Regions from separate parts of the Anas platyrhynchos genome. Here region 1 is linked to region 2. Evidence: chromatin contacts called from public Hi-C data. All regions are on one chromosome and are shown on one strand. The core of a region is the stretch at or near the end of the contact, and the rest is flanking DNA. Distances in the headings are between cores, read along the strand shown.

Region 1 (3,204 bases), core at 189-2,688, 120 kb after region 2:
TGTTTATAGTTGTTTTCGTTTTTTTTTTTTTCTCTCTTACTAATTAATTTCATTTCCCTTTGCCCTTTCCAAAATTTCCTTCTTTTAAACGGCAGTCACAGCATCAGTTGGGGTGCTGGTGTAACTTTGCAGACTCTCAGTCTGCCTCCAGCAAAGTGGCAGCAGCATCTCTATCCGTGACATTTCATTTTAAACAGAAATCTCCCCAGAACTGCAAGTGCTGCAATTAGACACCCTGACTTCTGATTTGCCAGAAGAATAATCACTGTAGCAAATAGGCAGTAAGTGTGTTCTTCGTAGTTACTATTCCCTCTTTGTCCCCATAGCATGTTGATCTGGGGATGTGTTTGTATATACAATCCCTATTATTTCAAAGTGATGGCAACACCCCAAGGATGTTTACCCAGGCAGGGGACTGAGCAGGGTTTTCTCATAATTGTAAACAGAGCATTTAAAACAATGTAATTCAACTTTTAGCCTGTTCCATTTTTGAGTATTCAGGCCTACATGACAAACTGATGAGCTCTGCATGTTTGCCAGGAAATCCAGGTTAAACCCAGTCCCCTGAAGTCAGGCTTCTGCATCCTGACTCTCATCCTGTTTTCAGAAGAACTGGGGATGTTGCAGAGGGGAAGTTGTGTATTTTCCCTCTTGGGAAATAGATCTGCTTGCTCTCACTGCTCACTCCAGCAGCCTCTGGGCAAATTTCAAACATGGTGCATCAGAGAACTGCCCGGAAAGAGAGAAAAGTGGGTGAGAGACCCAAGAGCACTATATACAGGCAGGATGAGGTACAGTCTCTCACTCCTGTGCACTCATTCTTTTTATTTGCAGCTGCTAGAGAAAGGAAGGACACAAAATAATGCATGGGGCAATGCTTGTGGCATTTCACAGGCATTCTTACCACCTTTGCGTGCCAGTGAATGTTATCAATTGACAACTTCTGCATGAGTCACCATCTCTTTCTAGATCTGTACCACTCAAGAACACTGCTGACCAAGTAAATGGTCATACTTCATATCGAGTGCCATGTTTTGTCTAGCTATACTTCTCAGCCTGCAGCTCAGTACATTTTAAATGTTTTCTGCCCAATGATCCTGAATACTGAAATCCCAGACTCTGCCAGAGCAGGAAGCTGAGCAGAAACAGCCTCACGGAGCAGAAGATGCTGGCAAGCAGCTCACACGTATGGGGCAGCATTGCTCGGGGGCTTTGCATTCCAGCACAGGGGAGCTGCTGTCCCTCTGGCAGCTGCGTGCTCAGCTCCTGGCTTCAGCTGCTCTGCAGAGTGAGTATCTTTGTCGTGTGCTCCGCATGTACAGGGTGCACGTCTCAAACCGAGCTTCTCCCATGTTGAGTGGATGCAGTTTGGCCGGCTCCTTGGTTACTTGTTGTGGATGTCAGAGGAGGAGTTGCAGGCTGCTCAGTAGTTGGGGTTTTCTCTGAGGCTGTTAGCAGCCAGCCAGTGAAGCCACAACAGAAGTGGTTATCTGCATGTTGTCGGCCCTGTAGGAGGAACTATTGACTGAATCTGTTCTTAAGGATTTTCTGCAGTGGACGTGCCATAGTAACACCGGTCACACTCCTGCGGAATAAGCTTGAACTCCGCATCAGCCCGAGGCTGGGAGAGTGCCTGCAGTTTTGTGTCCCCATGTTCAGCAGTGTTTGCTGCTGAAAACAGCAGTCTTTAAAAACAGCTTTCATTTTGCAGCAGAGTTCATGCAAGCCTAAATTCTGCCCCCTTTGGTACACTAATCTACTGGCCTTTGCCAGTAGTTTTTAACGCTAGATTTCCTAATCCTCTTCCCCTACTGCATCCAAACTAGAGGTCAAGCTCTGAAAGCAGGAGGTTATTAAATCATCACTCCAGGTCATGGATGGGGGGGCTTAAATTCTGTCATATTTGATTCTGGCAACTTGACAGGGTGCCCGAATTAACTTTGGCAGATATTTGAAAGCTCTTCTGCAAAGAAACAGGAGTCCTCTGCCAGAGGACGTGAGGCAAGGAGAGGGCAGAAACTGAGGAGAACAAAGCAGAAAACAAACAAAACCCTAAAGTGAGGATGCCAAAGGCTGCACTTAATTACTGACGGAATAAATTGTTCCTTTTGGGTAGGTTAAAAATGGAAAGGAGTGTTGGAAGGAAAAAAAGGAAGAAGTAAAAGCTTGCCGTACTGGAGATGTCCTCATTTAAGATGCATTTCTTTATACCCTGTGCTTGCAGGAATCAAAAAGAAGCAGTGAATGTGTACGGCCCCGTTGTCACTTGTTTGAGGCCTGATTTAGTCAAAGCCAAATTATTCATGCTGCCTTTAAACAGCCTCCTCCAGAGAAGTAGGGCAGGAAACTCCCACAATAACCCTCACAATGGGAGCGAGAGGCCAGCCAAGCACCGCCTGGGACACGTGAGGAGGGGGACCAGTGCTCCTCGGAGCCGAGCCGCTGGCAGGAGCTTTCTGTCCTGGAAGTTGGGTGCTGGGCAGCGTGAAGGCCGCCTTTCACGAGGAAGCCAAACTGCGAGCAGTGCACGCAGTGCGTCACCTTGGCTGCCTCATGCTTGGCCGTGGACGAGCTTTGGGCTGACAGCGATCTGCCCCTGCCTCAGCCCCGTAGGCCGCCTGGGCGATGTGCGACGCAGCCCCGCCACCGGCTTCCATGTTGGGTGCCCACGGGCAGCTCGGTGGCTCCACCGTGGTCGTGGTGGGGGACACGCACACACAGCCACACGCAGCCCCATGTTTGTTTCCACTGAGAAAGTTTTGACCTGCTTAAAGAGCCATTGCTATGGAAACCTAATGAGAAGATAATTGAATGAAACGTCTTTGCTTTCCATCTCTTTCTCACACTGGTGCCATCAAGGTCAGAATCTTGCAGGCCTGCTTTCTCTTCAGGTTCATGCAAATTTGATAAAAATACCAAAGACCCATTTTCTTCCCTGTGCCAGCTCTGGTTAGATAAATTACCTTGTGTTCAGTCAGGAGCAGTTACAAGTCTGTCAGTTTTTGATACTAATTATGTGACTGGGCCATTTCTAATGCACGCAGATAACCAAATGGCTTGGCGACAGAAGCCAGCGTGGGCTTTTACATCAGCTTGTCTGCTGCTATGAATGTGAATAATATGTGTAGATTGAAAATCCCATGAAAAACATTTTCCTCAATGGTCTATAGTCACCGGGAAAAAGGAGAGGGCCAGTATCAGTTT
Region 2 (3,069 bases), core at 435-2,934:
TACCTGGCCCTTAGCTACAGGGCTCTGATTGGAAATGGCATTTAAACCTCTGCCATTTCCGTGCCTGTCAGCAGCTCTCTGGAGCCGTGGATCTCTCATATTTGCACCAAGTCGCTCCTGTGCCTGCTCTTTCCCAATGGGTTAGACGATTGGCACATCGTATTTATTATGATTTATCTCAAAAAAGCATATTCCAGGGAGGATGAAGTGATTGGGGGGCTATTCCCTGGGCATATTCTTGCTGTCACACAATAATCTAGCAGTGCTCATTAGCTAAAAAGAATTGCAAGTGTCCTGCGGTTGACACTTTGTCCCCCATGAAGCTTTGCTGGTAAATAAAACCCTTTGGATTTCATCCCACTTAGGAGTGCCCTGAAAGGGGGCTGTGAATGCAAGTGACCATGCTTTCTAACAGTGTCACGGTGGAGCCTTCTCATTGAAAAGCCTTAAAATTAAGCTAGATTAATTGCTCGATATATAACAATTTCTATAATTTACATTTTGGTGTTTTTTTTTTTAATGTATCTGTAAGTACTCCTGTGTCACTGGGGTTTTTCATGTCAGGGCTACAGACACCATAGAAACAAAAGGGCTGAAAGGAACTTTCTGGCACAGTTGGGTTGGCAGCCCCAAAAACCTCACTGCTTCGATGGTTACAAACAACAACCCTTCAATTTGGATGCCTTTGTGGTCGCCTTACACAGAGATGTTTTTAACTGGAATAGTTTTCTTCCGTCTGCTTGATGCGAGCAGCTCTCCATCTCAGACTTTGCTTTAGTGGGGCGAACAGTTTCTGCTCATCTCCCCACGTGTGACGAATACTCTGCTGCACGATTACACTGGGTCTTACGGTTCCTCTTCCACAACTGTGCAGTGACCAGAGGGGTTTGGAGGAAGGAAACCCAACTGCTGCCCTGCAGAAGCAAACATGCACTTACGGCTGACAAGAACGGGCTAGCTCCACGTTTGGAAAAAGTGGGGCTCTGAGTAGACGCAAGTCACATCCCTTTGTTGTAGAGCCCGAGTGATTCCGCTTATAGTTAATGAAAATCTCCTTTGTAAACCCGCGGGCTGTGGTGCGGCTCCGGGCAGCTGCGGTTCCATAATTCATGTGCTGAGTCAGCTCCTCCCGATGCGAGTGAAGGAGTTACCGGGGAACGTGCTCCTCGGTGTGAATTTCATCTCGCTTGCCAGAGATAAATGGGATTACCAGAAATATTTGTATGGAAGGCCATAAGCACAGCCTTAATCTACATTGGGGCTAAGGGAAAGAGCTTCTAATGTATTCGTAACTGAAAAGCGGTGATAGGTACTGTCTCCTGCCCCATTTCTGCTTCGCTGGGAGAGACAAATTGCTTCGGCTTTCTTGGATCAATGCAGCTCTGCCCGGGTTAAACTTGAAGCTGCACGAAGAGAAATCAATATAAAAAAATATGACAACAAAAATGGCAGATGGGAAAAATTGCTCTGTATAAACTAAGCCTACGGTTTCTCATGGCCTTTGCCTGCCAAAGCTATTCCATGAGCAGTAACAATGGATTGCATAAACAAATTTCAGGGATTGATGGAATTTGATTTCACGCTTTGTTCTTTCTAGCTGTCCGCGACGTTAAGCAGGGAATCCATTTCAGTACCCACTATGCAAAAGTCTGGAAACAGCTGGGATTATTTACTGCTAGGCTGCTGCCTAGGGATAGCTGGGCTTGTTGGCAGCTCCGCATTACAGCAATCAGTGTCAAGAAATCTCCTAGTGGATAAAATTGCTTTGCTGACCTGTGACATGATTTGGTGCCATTAATACCAGATGTTGAAGCCTCTGCTCCTCCTCCGGTCCTGCCCTCAGTCCACACTGCACTGAGATGCAAATTTGCTCTTGAAAGCTGTCCCTGCTTCCGAAGCATGGGGCTTCATATGTAGAGGAAAGCTGCTGTGTTGGCTAAACTGAGGGAAGATCCCGAAGAACTATTTCTTGGTGTTGGCTTCGTAAAAGCAAAAAGCATACGGCAATGCTGGCCAAACGCAAAGATTAAATTTACACCCATTCCTTTCTGCTGCCCCCTGCCTTTGGAAAGCTGTGGAAATAAATCACGGAGGGTCTGCGCTGTGCTATCAGCCTTGCTAGCTGCTGAAATTGAGTCTCTCCTGCACAGGGGCAGTCTTGCATGCTAAAATTGCTTCGCTTTGGGACGTCACAGGCGCCTGCGTTTTGGCTTGGGACCAACGAGCTGGAATTTAAGACAGTCATCGCTCGAATCCCCTGCACTTGCTTTAACCTAGCAAGTTAGAGCGAGAGACTGCATTTGGACAGCATCCCAGTGAGACAGTGAGGAAGATACGGAACCAGTTAATATCAGAGACCTGTGCCTTCGTGTGCATCCCAGTGTCCTGCAGGTGCTGGAGCAAACCTCTCAGAAGCCTCCCCTTGGCTCAGTGGTTTGCTCACAGCCCCTAAAAGTGCTTAAGCAATAACCTTGCGAAAGCACGTCCATGAACACCAGGCAAGCAGCTCCAGCAGCGATCCTGCATGCATGTTGCTGCCTGGCATGCCAGAAAAGGTTGAGCAAGGGATGAGGTAAGAGGGAATTTGGGGAGCCCTTCCTTCCATCCTACTCAAAAGCAAAGAGGATGGTCCTGCTCCTTCTGCCTCGTGTCTGTAAGTGATTTGCTTTCCTGCGTTTTCACAGACTGATGTCTCAAAAGCTCATTTTGTTGGAAAATAACAGTGTAGGGGTAACAAGACAGTGCAACAGCAGAACCTTACAAGAGAAGAGCTCTTTAAAGTGCAAATCCTCTGTCTCCCTCCTTTCCCCTGCGGAAGACAGAACGACAGCGGGGCTCTGCGATCCTGGGGGAGCCTCGGGCCCTGCTATACCGTAGGAAGAGCGTTTTGGGACATGTCCCCTGGCATGGCTGTGACTTGGTGCCTCGGGGGCACCGTGCTGCCAGTCAGTGCCCCGAGCAGCAGCCCTGGCGGGTTGGAAGCTCAGCACAAGTGGCAGGGTTCGCATGACCTGCTTTATGGTGGGTGTTTGGGGTTTTCAGTGTGCACCAACTATCAGCCTAGGCTAA

Evidence for each region. Hi-C and Micro-C count contacts between places; a contact is called where the count stands out from the background.
Region 1: a contact with region 2 is called in a Hi-C map of skeletal muscle, with 2.1 times the contacts expected there. The contact joins two enhancer-like sites. A contact is called at or near these places in 2 of 8 Hi-C or Micro-C datasets (skeletal muscle and subcutaneous adipose tissue).

What each region holds. Positions count from the first base shown.
Region 1 is chr3:52,843,458-52,846,661 of IASCAAS_PekinDuck_T2T, forward strand. The region is part of intron 4 of LOC101789803 (SAM and SH3 domain-containing protein 1); the gene reads left to right. Among named protein-coding and RNA genes, the nearest start is that of UST, 100 kb to the right of the region's middle. Within about 2 kb of position 1,439, at least 4 of the 8 cell types and tissues checked have an H3K27ac peak or open chromatin away from gene starts, as enhancers often do. A contact at or near this core is called in subcutaneous adipose tissue, where this site is marked.
Region 2 is chr3:52,718,672-52,721,740 of IASCAAS_PekinDuck_T2T, forward strand. The region is part of intron 1 of LOC101789803 (SAM and SH3 domain-containing protein 1); the gene reads left to right. Among named protein-coding and RNA genes, the nearest start is that of UST, 230 kb to the right of the region's middle. Within about 2 kb of position 1,685, at least 1 of the 8 cell types and tissues checked has an H3K27ac peak or open chromatin away from gene starts, as enhancers often do. A contact at or near this core is called in subcutaneous adipose tissue, where this site is marked.